2 separate regions of the Xenopus laevis genome follow, and region 2 is linked to region 1. Evidence: chromatin contacts called from public Hi-C data. All regions are on one chromosome and are shown on one strand. The core of a region is the stretch at or near the end of the contact, and the rest is flanking DNA. Distances in the headings are between cores, read along the strand shown. Region 1 overlaps msi1.S (musashi RNA binding protein 1 S homeolog). Region 2 holds the start of cox6a1.S (cytochrome c oxidase subunit 6A1 S homeolog).

Evidence for each region. A called contact is a pair of places that touch in the nucleus more often than the background predicts.
Region 2: a contact with region 1 is called in a Hi-C map of the XTC cell line, with 2.2 times the contacts expected there. The contact joins the promoter of cox6a1.S here to the enhancer-like site in region 1. A contact is called at or near these places in 2 of 4 Hi-C or Micro-C datasets (the XTC cell line and animal cap).

What each region holds. Positions count from the first base shown.
Region 1 is chr1S:140,696,167-140,700,158 of Xenopus_laevis_v10.1, forward strand. It overlaps msi1.S (musashi RNA binding protein 1 S homeolog), which reads right to left. Exons shown (of 15, transcript NM_001090571.1): 7 at 3,402-3,450; 8 at 2,791-2,873. Among protein-coding and RNA genes, the nearest start is that of msi1.S, 12 kb to the right of the region's middle. Within about 2 kb of position 2,270, at least 2 of the 7 cell types and tissues checked have an H3K27ac peak or open chromatin away from gene starts, as enhancers often do. A contact at or near this core is called in animal cap, where this site is marked.
Region 2 is chr1S:140,733,794-140,737,785 of Xenopus_laevis_v10.1, forward strand. cox6a1.S (cytochrome c oxidase subunit 6A1 S homeolog) reads left to right here and starts at 1,685. Exons shown (of 3, transcript NM_001093881.2): 1 at 1,685-1,813; 2 at 1,982-2,124. The coding sequence starts at 1,714.

The DNA of each region.
Region 1 (3,992 bases), core at 1,020-3,519:
GAATTTCTGGTTTGAAAAACGGAAATTCGGCTCTTAAAGTACCAGGAGCGGCATTTTTGCCGCCCCTGGTACCTAGTGTGGCGCTGCCGCCTGAGGCAACAGCCTCAACTCACCTCATTGGCGAAGCACCCCTGCATGTCATCCAGATGCTGAACGCCATCTCCAACTATCCACCCTTCCATCCTGAGTAATGGCCCAACCACTACCACAGTTAGTTACAAAGAACCAGACTACTACACCTTTATGCTATAACCCTAACTGCCAAATTGAAGAGAAGGGTGCTGCAATCAAAAATCCAAATCCTTTCAAACAAGGAGAAATAACATAATAGAAGGCTAGAGATGCTGTACTGTTTGTTTTCTGCTTACTGCACCAGGCCAAAGATCCAGCAGCCCTCCTGATCAGGCCCGGATTTGTGGAAAGTCCACCTAGGCCCAGGCCTAGGGCGGCAGGATTTTAGGGGGGCGGCATGCTGCCCAACCACACCCACATTGGTTCAAAAACACTTGGGATGCGCTGGAAATACAATCATTTTTTAAATTTCCCATGCACCAATCCCCATTGATAATGAAAATTTGCACGAATAAAGGGGTAGTGACAGGGGTGACTAACGCCAGTGGGCCTAGGGGCGCCCACTATGTAAATCCGGCCCTGCTCCTGATAAAAAAGATCAGTACCCCCCATCCCAAAAATCCAGCAGCCAACCTGATAAAGAAGATCAGTACCTCCCCATCCCAAAGATCCAGCAGCCCACCTGATAAAGAAGATCGGTACCCCCCATCCCAAAGATCCAGCAGCCCACCTGGTAAAGGAGAGCAGTACCTCCCCATCCCAAAGATCCAGCAGCCCACCTGATAAAGAAGATCAGTACCTCCCCATCCCAAAGATCAAGCAGCGCATTTGATAAAGAAGATCGGTACCTCCCCATCCCAAAGATCCAGCAGCGCATATGATAAAGAAGATCAGTACCTCCCCATCCCAAAGATCCAGCAGCCCACCTGATAAAGAAGATAAGTACCTCCCCATCCCAAAGATCCAGCAGCCCACGTGTTAAAGAAGATCATTACCCCTCTCCATCTTTCTTTTTTGCTAAGGCACAGCTCATGCCCTCTCTACTGTGGATGCTGTGATAATCTGAGCTAATGACCCAACACATAATTTAGAAGAAAAGTTAGGTTACATCTGTCAAGCAACACTACAGATTCAAGCAAGCCAAGATTTAATGCTTGAGCCTTTCAAGAGTAATATCTGAAATCCAAGTTTGATAGAATTGAGAGGCCTTTTTGTCAGTCTATGAATTTAGAAGCAAAAGTTTACAGTATAAAGCTAAATTAAATTCCCAGTGTCTGCCCCTTTCCCATACCTTTTGGGCACTTTAAAGGGCACCTATTTCCAAAAAATATTATCCTGTGTCTTATCCAGTGCCCAGCTGACTATTTAACATCGAAGTATTCAAAAACTCTGCATTGACAAAAATGGAGTGAGGCATTTGTAAATCTAATTGTTTTCATGACACCAATTTTACTTTACTCCGCCAGCCCTGCGGCTGCCCCAATGATACAATCCTTGCCTGCATTCAGCAGCGTTGTATTTATAATGTGCAGGCAGAAGGAGGAACCCCTCCCTTAACTCCCACCCCTAACTTGGATAGGGCTAGCCTGCGCCCCCTGCTGCAGTCCTCTGCACATTGTGCGGATTTTTTTTTTTCCCTATCCCTTTTTTTTTCTATCTCTTCCCCTAAAGCGAGTTGGGAAGAGGTGCTTGCTGAATGAGCACTAAAGAGCACACTTTTTGGTAAATTACTCCTATATATTTAAAATGTTGCTCAGCTTCTGTGTCTATGCACTCTGTGTTAATAAAGGTTTTTATTTATATACAGGTGAGTATGCTCAGGATAAGAAACCATATTTTAAAGCAAATTTAAGCACTAATAACTTTTTACTTGTGTCTGTATTTGTCAAGAAATATAAACATAAAAATGAATTACACCTATAGATGCCTGTTCCTATTCCTTTACCTAGTTGGAAAGCAGAGTTTACATGTCTCTGTCATAAACAAAACTTCTGTTTGTTTACAGTGGGCCTTTGTGCATGCCATTAACCCCCGGGTAAAAGTTTGCACTGATTCACAAGCAGCTGTTGTTATAATTAGCATCAATAAAGAATTTTGCATGTGTATTCAGAAAGCCTGCCACATCACATTCTAATCTACATTGTTAGGGTTCACACGCAGTAGCTATTAGCACAGCAACACAGGACCAGCCTTAAGGGTTTAAACCAATGACAGAATAGGTGCCTAAGACAAAGGGAAGCCAAATTGAAGCTCTTCCTTATATCTATCCCAGCCTGGATTTTTCTAGGATCTGCACTTACTAACTGCTGAAGTCAGAGCATAATGATCCTGATCCTTATGACTGATAAAACTTGAAGCAAACTGCATCATTAGATAGCAAAATGCTACTATGCAAAATAAGAAATATTAATAGGGTGTCCATTTCATTTGTAAACAAAGGCCACCATTTTGCCAAGAATTGGCCTGTGCAGGGGCAAAAAGAAAAAGTAAAAAAATCCAAATGGCCCAATTTTAACACCCATGCAGCTGCATCACTTAAACAGCAAATGAGCCCCATGTACATTTTCAAGGACAGAAGGACAGAGGCATTACACCTATTGTAAATTAGAATCTTGGGCTTTGTGCGTCATGATTGTGCCTCACCATAAGCATCCATACCTAACAAGTCTCCATGCATGCATAAACAGTAAAACACAAGGTCATGTATGTTTCCCTCACCATCTTATTGTTGATCTCATGGAAGTGAATATCGCAAATTTTCTCCACAATATCCTCTCCTTCAAAAGTCACAAACCCGAATCCTGCAACAAAAAACAAAATACAAAGAAAGGAGGTGTTGGTTATGCATAGCATCACTGTAATGAACAAAGCAAAGATGTGAGAATCCAGAGGTGCAAAGTATACATGTTTGCCTAAATAGCAGTGGAGGGTTTTGTACAATGCAAAGTGCTAAAGGACCAGGTAGCAATGCATTACTGCTTACTTTTATGCTCAAACCATGAGCATTAATAGCTGGTGGATTAAGAAGGTTTTAAGAAAAACAATAACATACAACTGTGAAGCCTAATTGTCAAGATAATTATAACAATTTCCAAACATAGTTGAAATCTGGACAACTAAAAACAAGAGGCTGAGTTATGGGCTGGAGCAACAGTTAATATATATACCAATAAGGTTGTCAGTTAGCAGTGTATTGTTGTGTTGCAGACTTGTATTCAAACTCTGTGCTAGTCACATTCTTAAACATATTTATATGGAATATTATATAAGTCAATAGGTATAAGGCTCTGATCTCTCTCTCTGCTCTAATATCTTATTTAAATACTCACCTCTGTGCCTGTTTGTTGTTTTATCAAACATTAACATGGCATCATCCACCTGTTCAAAACACAAGATTTGATAGATGAGAAGGTTTTGTAGGAAGTATACCTATCAATATGTTCACTTATTATTGTTGGTCATGCCATGCCATTGCCATGATAGTACATTAGAGTGAACGAATAATGAAGGCACATTAATTAGAACACATTTTATTATGTTTTATCCTAACAAGGATGTTTGTCATGTGGCTTCAATGCTCTCAACATGTTTTAAGGAAATGAAAAGCCATAAGGAGCTCCACTACATATGTTCCTTGGTTTCAGGGGGCATGGTTGTAAAACCAGGAGGGGGGTTGGGGTTAGAGGATTGAAAGAGTAGGAAAACTTTACGGTTCACATATAGAAGTATTCATTGTACAGCAGAGATATCTAGGGCAATGGGATCCTGAAGCAGCCATAGTAAATGAAGCATGTATGATATGTACAAATGGGGAAAAGTACAAGTGTAATATAAAATGGGGAAATATAAATTAACATTATGAAAAGTAGGGGATCACACTGATCACAGAAAAAAGGGGAGAAAGATGTTATCTGTGTTCT
Region 2 (3,992 bases), core at 435-2,934, 37 kb after region 1:
GCAAATTGTCTTAGAATATCACTCTCTACATCATATTAAAATGTAACTCAAAAGTGAACAACCCCTTTAATAACCATGTAGATCTAGATAAACGTAAAACCATTATTTTTATCTGCAGTTGAATCTTTTCAACTGTTTCATTTTAAAGTTTTTTAAAGGGCTTTCAGTCCCCAATCATAAAATAAAGGAAACTATTAATAATATGTCATCGTATTTAACCAAATGTTTATTCTTCTGGTAGAACACCTTACTTACAACTACTTAATTAGATAACCCAAAAATTGTGAATAACAATTTATTTTACAAAATTATCTGTATTCCTTTTATTTATATGTGACTTGAAACATAGATGAAAGAACAGAGATGAGTACTGACATGCAGTAATGTAACTATACCTCTACAGAACACACCAGCACCAATTATCTATATATTGGGGGAAACATAAAAAACAGCACACCATAGAATTCTGGTGGGCCCTGGTGCAGTCACATCCTGGTACTTCTACCACTGCTGCCATACACAGGAAATGATGACACTTTGCTTTGACACTTTCTTGACTGTCAGGAAAATGTTCCTTTTAGTCAGGAAACAGAAAATAAGATTGAACTATGGTATTCACCAGGATGATCTTCTGAAAATATGCCCTTATTAATTCCAGTTTTCTAAAATTTAGGAATGATTCAGTAAGTGATGTGCCGGTCAGGAAAAACTTAACCCACATCCAACCCTAACCCCCAAAACCATAACCCACAGTACACCGATCCTAACCCAGCAAAATGTTTTAATTTTAGGACCCACACCCAACCCACACGTGCAGATCAGTTGTGCTTGTCACAAAAAAAGCCATATCTCAGAAAACACAGCCACTACAATATTGTAGTACCCCAGTGAGACCCACAACCAACCTGCACCTGCTATGGACATCCAAAATTCAGCCCAGACCTGCCCAACCCACAGGTTTACCCGCACATGACTAGATTCATTATTTTGCCAAGTAGCCAACTTGCAGCATGGCTGAAACTGTAATTTGTTTACTACACAGAAATCTTCCATTTTTTATAATGATAAACACATCCTCACTTGTGTTTCTTACAATAAATGGTTGTAAATTGCTTGTATTGGATCCACACTGCAAGTGAATGCCTGTTCATTTCATCCAGTAAAATCACATTAATCTGCAGTTTCATAATATAACAAATATGAAGTAAAAGTGATAACATCTTAGAACATTTCCATCACATGGATGTTTTTTTCTCATATCCAGTTACTCTAAAATACAACAAATACATTTTTGCCCCAGGAAACATAACAATGCACCAAGTCACCTGAACTAAGAAAAAGGCTTATTGTGCCAAGCTGAAGCTGCAAAGCAGAGGTGGGAGTAAAAACAAATAGTGCCTGTTCTAACCAAAGGCCCCACCAAACAACTTACTGTAAGATTTACTGCATTGGTTTTTAATGTCCTTTGTGTAAAATATAAAGTTTCAATGTCATCTGTGTTTTTTTTATAGTCAAATCAAGCAAAACCTATCCTATGTGCAAACATTCCTCTGTTGCTTTTTGTTCCCTCCTTAGGCATGCGCATAATAAATTTCGCCAACGCATGCGCAGTCTGCTAATCCCTCATGATTTAGACGTGCATGCGGATGTCACAGCCGCATACATTTATTTTAGGAGCGTCACGTCCGCTTCTGGACAGACTTCACGGACATCATGGCTTCTTTAGGAAGGCTCTCCGGAATTCTTCGCCGTTCATTGCCCATTCGCGGGAGACTTTTTTCCGCAGCTGCAGAGCAAGAGCATGCCGGGGCAGGTAAGGAGATGCGGATGTACTTCATAGACGGGTGTGCAGCCATGTTGTTGGAGGTCACCTTCAGTTGTCCTGAGGCCTTTATTGCTGTCAGTGGCTGCGGTTATTACAGGATGATCTTGTCATGCCGTCCTAAACGCTCTCTTCTTCGATGATCTTGCATTTCCTCAGTTCGTACCTGGAAGATCCTGAGCTACGTTGTTGCTTTGCCCGGGGTGGCAGTTTGTATGTTGAATGTCTACTTGAAGATGCAACATCACTCCCATGAGAATCCCGAGTTTATTCCATACGAGCATTTAAGAATCCGCACAAAGGTGAGAGGCGCTCCATCTTGTATTACATTAAACCCAGCTTCATGTCTACTGGTCTAGTCAGCCAGCAGGTAGCATGCCATGCTCACAATGAGAATTAAAGAGTAAAAGAATTAGTCAAACCTGCTTGGCATGTGTTTCATCCCACTAAGTTTGTGCCACTATGATTGGATCCAATTAGCAAGTGCAGCTACATGTGCAGTATAGTAATCTGCTGATATTGCAAATGCGCCTTGCAAGATGGCTGCACTGTGTAACTTAAAGGACCAGTAACATTAAAAAATTTTTTTTCAAAATTCGTTAGTATAGAATGAAAAATCAACACCTAGGCAAATAAAACTTTTAGATTGCAAAGCCTTTATTAAAGGACCAGTAACATAAAAAAAAATGTTTAAAAATTCGTTAGTGCACAACGAAAAATAAACACTAAGACAAAAGAAACTTTTAAATAGCAAAGCCTTTATTAAAAAATAACTTACAGAATGTCCACTTCCTGTCTGCTTCAGAAACGGCGAAAAGGCAACCATCCATCCTGCAACAATCAATTTCTTCTCCCTGGCTAGTCACTGACAGGCATCGCTTTCATCCACCTGCTGCTGTGTGTCTGTGGCTGCTGCTCCTGCTGTGTGCCCGTGACTGGCTGCTGACACTGCTCCCTGCGCTGACTCTGCCAAGCCGTCCCTTTCCCATGGTCCGAGCGCAGCCGACACTTCAGTACTGGTGGCGGCGTAGTGCAGGAAGCGGAGGGGTAGCGGCTGGGGCAGGGAGTGGTGGAGGCCCGGGCAGTCCGCAGCTCGGCGCTACCACCTGTGACTGCCCCAACTGCCATGAAGCTGAGGTTCTGTCCCGCCGGTGCCGGCGATTCATGTGCAGCAGCTGCGCCAATGAGTGCACAAAGCTTTCTGTGGCCAATGAGTCACTGTTGCATCAGCCTGGCGCTGAGTGTTTTTACGCCGCCACCAGTACTGAAGTGTCGGCTGCGCTCGGACCATGGGAAAGGGACGGCTTGGCAGAGTCAGAGCAGGGAGCAGTGTCAGCAGCCAGTCACGGGCACACAGCGGGAGCAGCAGCCACAGACACACAGCAGCAGGTGGATGAAAGCGATGCCTGTCAGTGACTAGCCAGGGAGAAGAAATTGATCGTTGCAGGATGGATGGTCGCCTTTTCGCCGTTTCTGAAGCAGACAGGAAGTGGACATTCTGTAAGTTATTTTTTAATAAAGGCTTTGCTATTTAAAAGTTTCTTTTGTCTTAGTGTTTATTTTTCGTTGTGCACTAACGAATTTTTAAACATTTTTTTTTATGTTACTGGTCCTTTAAGAGATAACTTACCAAAACTCCACTTCCTGTCCTCTTCTAAAACGGCGAAAGGGCGACCATCCATGCAGCGGTGTTCAACTTCTCCTCCCTGGCTATTCTCTCTGCAGCGCTTCCCCTATTCCCAGCAGTCGGACTTTGAATCCAGCCTTTCCTCGTCCTGCGAAGAAGAAGAGGAGGAGGAGGGCAGCCTCTGCCTCTCCAGCGGTAAGTGTTGTCTACAGGCGCACCGATCTGCTGAAGAATATCCCCAAGCGCATGGATCAGTGCGACGTGGAGAAGCTGCGCAAACACAAGGCTTTCCATGCGGCCAAGTGCACTCTCCAAGTGCACAACTCCTGGCATTCCGCTCCGCCTTTGAGCCAGGAGTGCTAACGTAGCCCGCAATCGTAGCGCATCGACAGATAGCAAGTGGTTTGGCGCTACAGGAATCTAAAATTGCCGCCTTCTCCTGCAGCAGCAGGGACTGCCAGCCCCAGGCACACTCAGGTGGGAACATCACGGGAACAAGGGGTTTGTCCATGCGCTTGTGCACTGTAGTCCTGGGGATATTCT